2 separate regions of the Canis lupus genome follow, and region 1 is linked to region 2. Evidence: chromatin contacts called from public Hi-C data. All regions are on one chromosome and are shown on one strand. Each heading gives the region's core, a stretch centred on a gene start, on an enhancer-like site or on the middle of the called end of the contact. The rest is flanking DNA. Distances are from core to core; before and after follow the strand shown.

Region 1 (7,712 bases), core at 127-2,626, 74 kb after region 2:
GAGAGAGAGAGAGAGAGAGAGTAGGGAGAGGGGCAGGGGAGGGACAAAGGGAGAGGAAGAGTGAGAATCTTAAGCAGGCTCTATCTCACAACCCTGAGGGCATGAACCTGAGATTATGACTTGAGCTGAAATCAAGAGTTGGACACTTAACTGACTGAGCCACCCAGGTGCCCCTATATTGTAAACTTTTTTTTTTTTAAGATTTTATTTATTTATTCATGAGAGACACAGAGAGAAAGAGAGGCAGGAACAGAAGCAGGCTCCCCACGGGGAGCCTGATGTAGGACTCCGTCCTAGGACCCCGAGATCAAGATCTGAGCCAAAGGCAGACGCTCAACCACTGAGCCACCCAGGCACCCCTGTATTGCAGACTTCTTAAGAAGCCTCAGTGGGGGATCCCTGGGTGGCGCAGCGGTTTGGTGCCTGCCTTTGGCCCAGGGCGCGATCCTGGAGACCCGGGATTGAGTCCCACGTCGGGCTCCCGGTGCATGGAGCCTGCTTCTCCCTCTGCCTGCGTCTCTGCCTCTCTCTCTCTCTCTCTCTCTGTGACTATCATAAATAAATTAAAAAAAAAAAAAAGCCTCAGTGGATGGGAAATTCATCCTGTAAACTGAAAGGGATTTTGATCCTTTCCCAAAAAATAAATGGTTTTGAATTCCTGCCTTCACATCAGTTAAGACTTTCCATTTTCACTGAAGCAATGAAAGAATAATTACAGCTTTCTCCTTTCACCCTCCTATTCCTAAGAGAAAAGTTTTGAAGAGTGTGTATAAAGAAATCCTCTGTTGGTTAATGGCCTTGAAATTGTGTGTGGATTAACAATTAGTCTGAGTCCAGTGACTGGAGGAATAACTCCCTGTCTAGAACTGAACTTTAGGAATTAACTGGTAGAATAGAATGTCCTTCAGGGCATGGAATATTCTGGAACCTTATTTTGGCCTGAGTCATTTAAAACCCCTTTTGGGTAAACTTGAAAAAGGAGACCCTACCAGATCCCATGAAGATATTTATCCCTAACTTCTCCACTCTTTGCTATGAAGAGGGTAAGAATGTAGAATTTCAGGATCTCTTTCCCTTATTTTATTGTTAAAGTGGTGGATATATCCTTTTAATCACTTTTACAAACAGATTGCTGAGTGTTTATCACCCTCCACCTATTTATTATAAATCTACTTAATCTACTTAATCTACTGATTAATAAATATGCTTGAACCATAAATATGTTAAAATGTTGGTGATGAGTTCTATGGAAAAAAGGTTTCACTTCCTATTTCCTGGTCTTCTGAAGTGAAAAGCCAAGGAAATTATTTTATGGCAACCCTCATTTGCATAGAACAGTCTTCTTTCACTAAGTGTAGGAGGTCTGCTTTTGAGATGCCTGTGACCTGACAGACTGAAACTTTGATGACTCAACCCCAAATTTCACCCTGCAACTGAAAGCCCATACTGAATGAAGACCCCAGGATGCCTTAAAAATGTGGTAGTTAATGGGGTATGGAAGGAACAAGCTCAGTTAGAAACACCCCTGAATTAGCCCTCATTCAAGCAGGTGTCAGCCTCTTAATATACACTCTGCCCCTCCCCCCCTCCACCTCCAGCTGCTGCTGCTGTTAGAAGTTCTTTAATCAGATTAAGGAAAATGATAGAAGTGGAAGTTTTAAAAAGTTGGAGATATGATTCACGTATCATAAAATTCACCCATTTAGAGTGCACCACCCAGTGGCATTTAGTACATTTACAGAGTTCTGTAACTATCACCACCATCTAATTTTAGAACATTCTCATCACCCCCAAAAGAAACCCTGTGTCCTTTAGCAGTCACTCCCCATTTCCTTCCTCTCTCTCCGGCCCTGGCAACTGCTAATCTACTTTCTGTCTCAATGGAAGAGGAAGAGGAAGAAGATTTTTGTGCTGGGTGCTGGATTCAAAGTATAGGGATCCTCAGCTGGCTCTTTTACCTCTTCACCTCTATGGGCCTCAATTTCCTCAGCTGCCAGGTGGGTGGTGCTTAGTTTTGGCTACACATTAGAATCAGTTGGGGGACTTTGAAAAAATGCTGATGCTTAGAGATTCTGATTCACTAGGTCTGGGTTGGGGCTTAGGCACCAGAAATTTTTAAAAGCTCCATAAGGCAAATTTACTCCAAGGCCTTCCTATCAAAATGTGGTCCTGGAACCAGCTGGGAGCTTATTGGAAATTCAAACTCCCAGGCCTCCCCCCAGATCCACTGAGTCAGCAGGTGGGCATTGACAGGACCCCAGGTGATTTGTGTGCATATTCAAGTGCAGAAAGCTCTGCTCCTACGTCCCATCCAGCTCTAACAGTCTAGTTTTGTGATCCGGGCTCTTGCCTTCATGGGCTACCAGGTGATTTTAGTAATCAGTTCCCACAAACCAGAGTTTACCCCACACTGGAAAATTGGCTCTCCATTTGTCGCTGAACAGGATATAGGAATATGTCATTGGCAAAGCCTTTCCAGAAGTTTGTTCAGTGATAGTTAATTACACAGTAATTTGGAAGAACATCAAGTCATTTTAGAGTTGTTTTATCTACTGTCCAGAAGAAAAAAAAAGTATTTAGGTCTCAACCTGTTGCCAACTTCATATTCCATACTAAGCAAAAATCACATACTAGGCAGGTTGTTGGTTTTCATTTGAAGCAGTATAAGCAGAGTTTCTCAGCCATGGCTGCCCATTTAGGTCACCTGGGGAACTTTTAAAACTCCAGATAGCTAGGCTCCCCCACCCAGACCAACTAAGTCAGAATCTTGGTCATTTTTAAGGCTCTCCTGGTGATTATAATATTAAGTCCAAGTTGAGAATCACTGGTATAGAGGTTTTACTATCATTACCCTATTCTGATGTACTGAAACCTCCTGGTTTTGTCCCTTCTTAAGGTACTGAGGCGGTTTCCAATGTGTTATCATTGATCTGTTCAGTACCCATATGCTGAACATCTTCATGTCTTAGGCCTAACCAGCAGGATTTGAGAGGAGCCTACCACTGCCAGAGACTTGGAGAAACCAAGCAACGTAAGGGTTTGCTTGATCAAGCTCATGACAGTGGTAGCCCTGACACTTTGTATTGTTTCTCCAGGGGTTCCACGTGCAGAAGAGAGTCTGCACTGCCCACCTGAGAAAGTAGATCATTGGATATGCAAGTTTGACTCTCTTTTGGTCCTCACATCCATGATGATGGCACTAAAAAATCAATCAAAAAATAGGTACTGAAAATGGTGTCCAGCACCAAAGGCAAAAATTAAATGAAGAGCCGTCCAGGATCTGACCCATGAGATAAGGCATCCTTAAATGGAACAGTTAGCAAACAGTGCATGGCAGGATAGAGTCAAGGGTTCCGTTGCTGGTAAAATCAGCAAGGACTGCAGAAATTCAGGGGAAGTGAAATCAGTGCTTATTGGAATAGGATGGAAAAGCCTCATAGCACAGGTAACTCCCAGAGGGGCGACTCACTGGCTCAGTCGGTAGACCATGTGACTCTTGATCTTGGGATCATGAGTTGAAGCCCCATGTCAGGAGTAAAGCTTACATGAAAAAAAAAAAAAAAAAAGATGGCTTATGAAGGGAGTGAGGATGGTATTCTTATGACTGTATATTGGTTATATTCACTATGAGCCAGGCATTGTGCTAAATGATTTCCAGGTATAGTTTTATTTACTCCTCTCAACAACATTAGGTAAGAACTCTATCCCCATTCTGTAGATGATGGGACTGAGACACCTAGAAGCTTAACTTGCCCAAGGTCACATTGAATCTGGTCTTACGTGACGTTACTCCCAAGTCCATGCATTCCACTATACCATGTTGAATATCCGCATAACATTTATTAGTTGTGTGCCTTAGGCAGGTTTTATATATGTCATTTAATCCTCAAGATAACAACTCTTTCTGGTAGACAGCCTCATTATTCTCAAGTTTGGATAAGGAAATTTGGACACAGAGAAGTGAAGAAACTTCCCTGAGGTCTAGGGTTGCCAGATAAAACACAGAACAGCTAGTTAAATGTGATAAATAACAAATAATAGGTTAGTATAAACATTGCATGGGAGGTACTTATGCTAGAGAGTATTCATAGTTTATCTGACCAATTTAAATGAGTCTCCTGTTTTGCATTTGTTTGTTTTTGCTAAATCTGGCAATCCCACTGAGGTCACGCTTCTGGCAGGTGATAAAGCAAGGTTTGCATCAGGTGGTCAGACTCTAGGGTTCATGCTTTGAACCACTGCATTCCAGTGTGGCAGAGACATGGGTTAGCTTGTGTGGGAGGAAGTGAGCCAAATTTCCTTGTTGGCTCAGAGGTTAGGCTGAGAGGGACTGAAGCAGCAGTGGACTTTTCCACCCCGCGCTCACCTCCTGAGCTCTCTCCTATTGCCTCTGCTACCCCACCTGCTGGTGGCACAAAAGTTAAGGGAGCTGGGCAATGCAGTCTTTGGTAATAAATGTTTGACTCTGATGCCAAATACCGAAGGGTAAGGAAAACGGGAAAAAATAAGAAAGAAGGAGAGATGATATGGGATTCTGCAGACACTCTCACACTCACCACCCCTTTGTAAAACACAGGACCACTCACGAGGATAAAAGCGTGTACGTGGAGCATCACCATAACACATAGCAGGTACGTGACCATCTGATAGACCACTACTGACCAGGGAACTAGAACTATGTCAGGGAGCCTTCCAGCTGGTCAGCTAACAGAGACACAGGGTCATCAGTACCCCCGGCCATGCAACTGGGGGCTAGGAGTGTGGCTTAGGCCAAGAGGCCTGAAAAAGTGTGATATCTCCAGGGTAGATGCTGAGTTCAGCAACAGCACTTCCCACCTAGGAAATCTGGCTCAGCATAATGAGCAGCAGGGGTGCTGCAGCTGCAAAAACAAACTTGTGTGTGTTTACAGAAGGTGAGCACTTGTGTAATTGAACATCAAGCAACTATATCACAAATATGGAAGTTTAATGGGACCAGTGTGATACTCAGGAAGAGGCAATAAGAATTAGTAATAAGAAGATAAGCAGAAGCAGATAAAATAGTCCCTGTTGTGGAGGAACAGGGATTCATAAAAGAAAGAATTCACTGTATATAAAAATATACACAAACATTTATGTTTAAGAAAGACACGTGCTATATTGTATCATTTAGTAAGGTTTTAAAAATGTTTATTTCCTTTTGTCCTTTTCCAGAGAACTGAGTTAAAGAACCCCATGAGATGGGATATATATGAGTATGATTGAAATGGCTGAGCTGTGGCCCAAAGATGCCAGGCATTGGCAGTTTAGGGCCATTTTCAAGACTGTTTTGAAAATTTATTAATCAGTCACCTTCCCTCCAGTCTCTCTGTCCTCCGGTAGTTCCTCCATACTGTCGCTAACATTTAGAGGTAAATCCTGGATGGGTTAACTTGCTATCAGTTGCATAAAAGAGAAAATTGCAGAAGTTTAATGCCTTTTTAAATCTCTTTCCAAACCACTTTCCAAATTCTTTCATGATCTGTTTCCCCATACATAGACTACACCTACCTAGTCTTTATGGATTATCTGGTTCAAACTGTGCAAGCTTCCTCTTTTCCATCTCCTTTCCAGACCCTAAATCACAATCTTCAGGACAATAGCTGACTGATCACCAGACTTTTTGAGACCTCCATGCCTTAGCCTGTGCTGTTCCTTCCATCTGATCCTCCAGTGGTATGCTGGAACTGGCTCTTACTAGCTCAGGCACATCTCTAGTCCCAACTCTGTTCAGTGGCATCACGTTGGTACCTTGAAATCTGACTCTGTGGGAAAATGTACACCATGGAAATTAGCAAATCCTATACATCAGGGCTCCCCTCCACCACCACCACCATGGAATTCCAGTTGTTAAACATTGACTAGCACACCATTGTCATCTCCTACTCTGCCTGGAAGATTCCTACTTATTCTCCAAGATAAATTGCTTCTCTGTGAAGCTTTTTTGACTCCCACAGAGGAACAGGGAGAAAAAAGCAACTCCTTTGTGTTGAGCATTTGGGCTGAATTATGTATTAAAGCAGTTGTATCATATTATAATTATGATTGCCTTCTTGATAAGTGCTAACTGCAAAGATTGCAATCTATATTGATCTTTATTATTTTTTTTTAGGATTTTATTTATTTATTTGAGAGAGAGAGAGAGAGAGCACACACATGAGTGGGGAGGAGAAAGAGAAGCAGACCTCCCGTGAGCAGGGAGCCTGACACAGGGCTCAGGCCCAGGACCTTGGGATCACGACGACCTGAGCCAAAGGCAGATGCTTAACTGACTGAACCATGCAGGCACCTCCTATATTGATCTTTAAAATTCTAGGGACTTTGAATGTATCTTTTATAAATAGTGAGCTCTTAGTGAATGTCAAGTATTCAATTAAGTAAAAACTAGGAGGAAAAACTGGATTGCTTTTTTTAAATCTATCTCTGTTCTCGCAAAGAGTACTCCCTCACACCACAATCAAAACTGAATATTTGACTGTCTTCTGGTGGGTGACTTTTAAAAGTCCACAATAAACAAATTTATACAAAGGCATCGCCAAGTATACTTGTGGCATGTTTACAAGTGTAGAAGGGGCTGTAGGAGCTGGTATACAAAGATGAAAATTTTAGGTCTATGGGAGGCAGGTGGGGAAGGCAGTTTTGGTCAGAGGTGCTTTTTAGTGACCTCACTTGTTAAACCCATGAAGGTAGAAGTCATGCTTAGCATAGTACGTGCCTGAAGTATGGACTTTATAAAGTAGCTACCACTACCACCTCCATCCTCATCCTTTTCATCATCATCATTGAATACTAGTGATGGATAGAGCTAGGCAAAGCTAAGAAACCATTTGACTAACTTGAAACTGTGTTTAAAAGCTTGCAAGCTCCTTATTTCACCCTCTCATTTTTCTTTAAATTTATTAAAGCATCAAAACATTGTGAAGAAAGCTTTTTTTTCCCCTGTGACTGTTAGGATGCTTTGTAAATATGACTCATCCACCCTCATCTGCCAGTGAGAAAAACAGACAGTAAATATTACTTTGATCTGATTTGAATAGTTGGGGTAAAATGATTGGCTGAAAAGACCTTCCCTGTAATATATTGAAGCCAACTTAACCAAAAGCTAGGATGTAGTGAATGATTATGTCAAATTCACCCTTAAGAAAGCAAACAGTCGGGATCCCTGGGTGGCGCAGCGGTTTAGCACCTGCCTTTGGCCCAGGACGCGATCCTGGAGACCCGGGATCGAGTCCCACGTCGGGCTCCCGGTGCATGGAGCCTGCTTCTCCCTCTGCCTGTGTCTCTGCCTCTCTCTCTCTCTCTCTCTCTCTGTGACTATCATAAATAAATAAAAATTAAAAAAAAAAAGCAAACAGTCTATACAGAAGCAACAGTAAAGTTTGCCTGCTGTATTCTGATCTTAGTGCTGCAGTAAGCAGTTTTGCAGCAACAGTGAAGTGTTCTGACCTTACTGCTCGTTGGTCCTTGTCCAAAGGCCAGAGACTTGCAGCAATAAAATCAGAATAGGCATTATTGTGGGCTGCAAAGGTGCTTCATGGCAGAGATGAGGCCTGGAGTACAGGTAGGGATAGATTATAAAGATTGTCCTGAGGGAAGAAAGTTAACTGGGGTAAATGTTTAGAATAGCATTTCCTGCCCTATGCTTTGCAAAAATGACATTTGGCAAAGAGCATTATAAGGCCAAAGAAGTTTGG
Region 2 (7,233 bases), core at 139-2,638:
CATCTTAAAAGACCCAAGATGCCACCACAAAATCCAGTTAAATCTGAACATCATAGGGCTATAAACTGTGTCCCCGACTTCAGGTTTCTGACCCAGCAGTTTAGCCCAAGACACATACACGCTCAAATATTTTGGGCAAGAGTTAAAACACGTCACCATCATTCCTGTTGGCAGTCAAAATAGCACTTGATAAGCCACCCAAGCCTACCGTTCTCCCTCTCACTGCCCAGGAATCGTGGCGCGGACGGGAAAACGAAGCCATGGTGACTAATCCTCAGGCTCCAGGAGGTGACTGGGGTGAGTGAAGGCGACTTGGCCCAATCAGGAGCGCCGCAGGGGGCGGAGTAGCAGCCCCGAGGCTTCCAGAAGGGGCCAAAGGCCTCTCCCTCGCTACCTGACACCGGGGCTTCCCTGCCTCCGGGCCTCGAGTGGCGTCAACTTTCCTCCACCAGAGGGGGGCCGCACTCCCCGCACCCCAAGAACCAGTCCTCCTTCGGCAGCTGTCACAGGAGGCCGCCGCCGGGCCCGCCCCGCTCCATTCATAGGGCCCCAGCCGTTGCAACCCTTCGCGCCGCCCGCGGGGTTACCGGAGGCGACGGGGCTCCGGGCGGGGGCTGCGGGAGCAAGGCCCCTCAAGGCTGCGGCCCGGCCCCCCTCCCCGGAAACAGCAATGCACCACGGGAGAGGGGTGGGGGCCGCACGCCGCCGGGAGACTGCGCCGACCCCCGGCGGAGACCCCCACGAGCGCCCCCACACGCACACGCCCCCTCACCTTCACCGCGGCGGCGGCGGCGGCGGCGGCGGCGGCGGCGGCGGCTCCCGCTCCGCCGAGCGCCCGGCGGCCGCCGGAGGGCCCCGAAGCGCGCCCGCCACCCCAGCCCGCCGCGCCGGCACCGACCGCCGCCACACACACCGCCGTCCGCCATGTTCGCGGCAGCCGGCCGCGGGGCACTGCGGGCCGCCGGTCGGGCGGAGGGGCCCAGCCGGCAGGCACCCGGCAGCTCCCCGAGGCTGGCCCCGCGCCCCCGCGCCCCTCGGGTCGGTACTCACGTGAGATAACGGCCCAAAGAGTCGGGTAAAGCGTCTTCTCTTTTTCGGCGGAATTTTTAAAGAGGGATGTGGTTACCTTGAGCAGAAATACCCAAGGCGGCCTGGGCCATAGGCTGCGGGGACGACGTGGGGGGAAAAGCGCGGCACCGACACCAGCTGTGCAGCAGTGGCGGCGGCGGCCGAAGGGAGAAATAGAACAACAACGCGGGTAGAAGAAGAATGGCGAGGGCTGGGTGGGGAGAGGATTCGGCCTCGTCACGCTGCAGAGCCGAAGACCGAGAAAGGATGAAAAGAGGCAGAGGTGGGAAAAAAAGGAAACACCGCAGCCGAGCGAAAAGCCAGAGAGTGTGGGAAGGCGGCGCCGGAGACGCCAGTATTTATGGTAAGGGGGCGGGGCCTGATGACGTCACAGCCGGCCGGGCTGCCGCGCGAGCGGGGCGGAGCAGGGCTGCGGCCCGGGTCGAGGGGAGGGAGCGGAAGAGAAAGGCGTGAGGCGCGGGCAGCGGGGTGGGGGGCGAAAGGGGGCGGTGCGGGCTACCCTGCGTGCAGGTGCCCAACGCCTGTGGCTTCCCGCCCTCCCGAGGGCCGTCGCTCCTCACCCGGCGGAGCCCCGTGCGCTCGGACGGGGGCGGGCGAGGGGAAAGGGACGCGCCGGGGCCGGGGCCGGGGCGCAGCGTCGCCCGCGCCTGCAAGCCCCGGGCGCCCACGCTCCCGCCTGCGGCTGGCCCCGGCGCGGTGGGAGTTGGGCTCGGCGCCCCGGCGGCCACGACTTCCAGAGTCGTGCTGAGCCGGGGGCAGCGGCTCGCGTGCACCGCCTGGGGAGGCTCTAAGGGAGGCCTGCAGGGCCTTCGCCGGAGCTCCGCCCCTCGAGAGCGCGACGCTTTGGGAGGGTTCCACCGGCTGTGCCCGGGGACTGCCCTCCCAGGGTGAGTTAGCGCACTCCTCCGTGGAAGCCAGTTCCTAAATGGCCGGGATGGATGGGCCCAGCGCTGGTGAGGTTACCGAGAGCCTCCTGACCGCGTGAAAATGTCCCCAGTGCGCGTATGTTACAACATGGTGCAGTAGGATTTTTTTTTTTTTAAAGGAGTGTGGCCTCTATGTCATTATTTAAAGGGTTGGTGCAATTACACCCAGCCCTTGTTAATGAAGGGTCAGTGTTGGTGAGAGGATTACTGATGTTACAAACGCACGATACTTTAATCCTCCACTTCATAACAAACTTTTTAAACTGGGGAACCTAATATGACCTACATAGCTTTTAATTTATTCTCATCTTTTAAAAATGTCTTCATATTAGTGATCAGAAACTTTTGAGTCCTCTCATGCTAACTCCTTGTGAATCAAGAGTCAATGACATAAATGAAATGTATATTTATACATCCCTCCCAAGTTAAAATCTATGAGATTAAGACCCTGACCTTTTTCTTCGTTCGTTTTTCCCCACCTTCAATTTACTTTGTGAGCAGCACTGTGTCTGATTAATAAATCATAAATTAGAAAAGAAGAGTAATAGCCTTCCTAGATGGAAAGATAGAAAAGCTGAAATGTAGGCTTTTGGAGGAAAGTATTAGGTAAAAATTGGGAGCTGTGGATGCTCCCTAATTTTGTTTTTCTATATTTCACTCTGCTATATCTTGACTTTTCTTTCATTCCTTAAAAATTCTTTTTGATTCAGAACATTTAGAAACACAGCACTTTACTAAACCCCCTGGTGGAAGGAGGTGGCTAGAGATGAATACACTACTTGAAATCTTGCTTACAATCTAGCAGGAGAAATAAGACAACTACACAAAATAAATTTTTTTACAGAGAAGTGATATGCAATGTGGAACCTAGTGGAGAGAGGAAATCATTGCAGCTGAGAGAAAGGCTGCTACGGAAAGGTAGTGATAAATTTTGAGAGCAGATGTTCCAAACATTGGGAAAAAGTGATTTTGAGAGCAGATATTCTAGGTAAGGAAACAAGTGAGAGAAGGCACAGAAATGAGCCAGTTTAGAGAATTGTGAGTGGGCTTTCTGGCTCCAGTGTAGGGGCCTGGTTGCTAATGAGATAGAAAAGGTAGGTTACAGTGAGATCGAGAAATGATCAGAGCTTGGACTTTATTCTGGAACCATTTAAGCAGGAACACGATATACTCAGATGTTTTCAAAAGATTATTCTGGTATCAGTGGGATTAAAAATAGGTAGAAAGTTTGGAAGACACAGTGTGGGGACTCTTTAAAAAGTTAAGAATGCTAAGGGGATCCGAATGGATGGGAGAGAAAAGGCATAGAAAGCTAGAAGGTAATCTTTGAATGTCAAGAGAGATAAGAAGGTGTCAAATGATTTGGGTATATTAAGCTAATTAACAGGGAGGATTCTGGAATTATGAACATAGGTAGAAATAGAAGAACCCAGTTTGGAGGAAAGAATATGAGACTGCTTTGAGCATAGTTGAAGTTGTTATTGTAATATCCATGTAAAGATGGTCCAAAGGCCCCTGGAAATAGGGAGATCTGGAGCCCTTTGGGCTATGAATTTGGGAGCCTTTCTTATAGACATGATGATTAAGAAAATGTTGAGGTCTACAGGAAAAGGGATGTAAGTACAGGAACCTGAGAAATGCCAGAGAGAAGAGAGGCTGGCAGAGAAAACCAAGAGGACCAGCCAGAGAAGTGGAAGGAGAATCACCATAGTACAATGTCAAGCCATGTAAGAAGGATGGTGTTCCAAGATAGAAAAAGTGATTAAGATGTCTTATCACTCAAACAGGATGGGAAGAGGGTTCTGATTCTGGCAAGTGACAAATCATGGGTAAACTCTGATCTCCTGTTAAGTTTGGATTTTTATCCCTAAAAAGTTTCAATCATGGGAGTGGTTTGAATTTCAGAAAAAGACGACTGTGAAGATAGGAAGAAGGAGGGCTACAAGCAGAGAGAACACTTGGAAAGCTATTGTAATGATCCATCAAGAATGATAAGGGCCTGAAAAGAAGTTATCTGTGACTTTTAACTGAGTAATTTCAGTGGAGTGGGAGGCACAGAAGTTAAATTTGAGTGAGGAGTAGCTGAGGTGAAGTCATTGGATGTTGACCACTCTTTCAAGTGGAAGGTACTGGGATCCCTGGGTGGCGCAGCGGTTTAGCGCCTGCCTTTGGCCCAGAGCGTGATCCTGGAGACCCGGGATCGAATCCCATGTCGGGCTCCTGGTGCATGGAGCCTGCTTCTCCCTCTGCCTGTGTCTCTGCCTCTCTCTCTCTCTCTCTCTGTGACTATCATAAATAAAAATAAAAAAAAAAAAATCAAGTGGAAGGTACTGGACCTGAGCCTAATTCAACATCATTTATACTATGAAGCAATTCAACAATCTATTATTCAAACGACACGCCCTCATGATTAGTGTTTGTGTATTCAAAATTAAAGAATAATGCAGCTAGCACTATTGTATTTATTGTAGTTGAGGAAAACAATAGAACCTTAAAAATTGTACTGCAGTGGACTAGCCAACATAGTATATAACTTTAACAGAACGATAGCTTCCCTAATGAGAACAGCATATTTAATTGTGTTTGGGGTTTGAGGTTTTGGTTTTTTTGCCAAGTTAGGTTACTCATATATAAAAACACAGGTAGTGCCAGGGAAACTATTATTATTAAACAGAAAGCTCTAAGATAAAGTGATACAGTACCATTCACACTTAGGTCATCCTGGTCCATTGATTCAAACTTACTTGCTTTTGTGCCAATAGTTATAAAAGTTGGAATGAATTAGATTGATGATAAAAACAAGTCACTCAAAAACAATAGGTACACCTAAAAACAGCCTATAATAAAAATATCTTGTTATCACATATATAAATATGACAAATGTAGAGCCCAATTATAATCAAGAGTAAAAATACCAGTTTAATGGGAATCTTTAAAGAGAGCTTAATAAGCATTTTTATTGCTAAAGTGCATTCTTTGAGTACTCATTATATAGAAAACAAAATATATAGTTTTTGTTTTGGGTGTTTTCTGGGGATTTTTAAAGTTTTAATGTTAAGTTTCATAGGTAATGGTAATACTCTGAAATTCAAGCATTTTAAAGAATACTTTGTAAAAATAACATTTTCAAACTGATATATAGTAAAAAAAGTACATAATAATTTAATTAATCTATGATGTATAAATAATATTTCCACAGTTCAAGTTTTCACAGTCAAAATATATAGGTTTTGAATAATTAAAACATTCACATTTTTAAAAAAGTTTTATTTAACTAATCTCTACACCCAACGTGAGGCTTGAACTCACGACCTCAAGATCAAGAGGCCCATGTTCTTCCAATTGAGCCACCCAGATGCCCCAAACATTCACATTCTTTTTTTTTCTTTTTGATAAGCAACATAGCAAAGTTTATTGAGTGATAGTAAAGTGATAGCTCAAAGCTTGCAAAGAGGGAAGGGCCCAAGAGGGTTGTCATTGGAGTTTCTAAGTCTAGGGTTTTTATGGACTTGCTGAAGGGCTGTTTTAATCTAATTAACCCTCCCTGCACCTGTCATCCAATCAGATTTTTGTTATCTATCACGTGGGAAAGGGGAAAGGGTAGAGGTCTCCTTCCAGGGTGGTGTAAATCCTTTTAAGGATTATTTCCTCCTGGCATGGGGGGGGGGGGGGTTGTCCCTGCCTGCCTTTCTTCCAACTATCCTCCATCATTCCCCACTAACTGTAACCCTAACTGCTGTTACGGGAAAAGGCTCACATCTGATCATAGCTACTTCCTGCTGGCATAGGAGTGGGTGTGTCAGGGTATTGGATGGGGCAGCAGTCAGGATCCCTCTAGTTCTAGCCTGTCAAGGGATCCCCTGTAGAAGTCTGGTTTGACCTCCATGTGAGACTCCACCATTTGGATTTTGATGACCTTTATTCTGGAAAATATAAAGTGGGTTAAGGCATTTAGGAGGCAAGTCCCAGAGCACAATGCAAGATGGAGCATAGCCTAGCATAAATCAGTTAAACATTACGTTTAAGAAGACTTACATGTGTCTTCTTGTTGCTTCCACTAGTTCAAGGTCCTCTCTGGATTCACAGAAGTGTTTCTGGTTCCTTATTGTTAGGCCCTATTGGGGACCAGGGTTTGACTCTGGAATGGTAGATCCAGGCTTCAAAAATCACTGTATATGGGCCTTCCCAGACTGGCTAGTTAGCTGTCCTTAATGGTTGAGATCCCAGACGACCTCCCATAAAATGTTACAGGATTTGCTCCTCCTTCAGTGCCCGTGATTCTTGGTCACACCACTTCAGAGAATGAAGAGGTAGACCAAAGAGTGGTGGGCAGTGAAGCAAAGGCTTATTGAGCGATATTAGAGTGATAGATAGTATAAAGCTTCCAAAGAGGGAAGGGACCCAAGAGGGTTGCCCAAACATTCACATTTTAAAACATGATATTTGGGGATCCCTGGGTGGCTCAGTGGTTTAGTGACTGCCTTTGGCCCAGGGCATGATCCTGGAGTCCTGGGATCGAGTCCCATGTCGGGCTCCCTGCATGGAGCCTGCTTCTCCCTCTGCCTGTGCCTCTGCTTCTCTCTCCTTCTCTGTATCTCTCATGAATAAATAAATAAAATCTTAAAACAAAAAAAAAACATGATATTTCAGTTGTCTACCACATATTTTGGTACACTCATAGTCTTGTAAAAAGCTAACTTGTGGGCAGCCCCGGTGGCTCAGCAGTTTAGTACTGCCTTCAGCCCAGGGCCTGATCCTGCAGACCCGGGATCGAGTCGCACCTCGGGCTCCCTGTATGGAGCCTGCTTCTCCCTCTGCCTGTGTCTCTGCCTCTCTCTCTCCATGTGCCTCTCATGAATAAATAAATAAAATCTTAAAAAGAAAAAAGCTAACTTGCTTCTTAAGAATCTGGTGCTATTGGGCTAGTGAAAATGGGTAAAAGTGTTTCCAAATTACTTTGTAGAGTAGGGTTTCAGATTATATACCATTCTCTCCTTGAATGGAGTAGATATAAGGTGCAGTCCTTTATTTGCTAAATATCTGTTGTTTAGAGCTTTACCTAGGCTGATTTACACCTCCGATGAAAAATGATATGATTTGAAAAGAGATTTTTTTTATTGTCATGTTTAATTTTTTTCCTCACAAAATTTAGGTACCAGGTCAGTAGAGTTCTGTGCCCCTGCATCCCAGCACTGACTTGAAGTTGTTCATGTCCATC

The links. A called contact is a pair of places that touch in the nucleus more often than the background predicts.
Region 1: a Hi-C map of blood shows a contact between it and region 2, with 1.8 times the contacts expected there. The contact joins the enhancer-like site here to the promoter of AZIN1 in region 2. A contact is called at or near these places in 3 of 9 Hi-C or Micro-C datasets (amygdala and blood).

Annotation. Positions count from the first base shown.
Region 1 is chr13:4,600,020-4,607,731 of UU_Cfam_GSD_1.0, forward strand. No RefSeq gene overlaps it. Among named protein-coding and RNA genes, the nearest start is that of ATP6V1C1, 41 kb to the right of the region's middle. Within about 2 kb of position 1,377, at least 3 of the 20 cell types and tissues checked have an H3K27ac peak or open chromatin away from gene starts, as enhancers often do. A contact at or near this core is called in blood, where this site is marked.
Region 2 is chr13:4,526,336-4,533,568 of UU_Cfam_GSD_1.0, forward strand. It overlaps AZIN1 (antizyme inhibitor 1), which reads right to left and starts at 1,389. Exons shown (of 12, transcript NM_001291425.1): 1 at 1,051-1,389.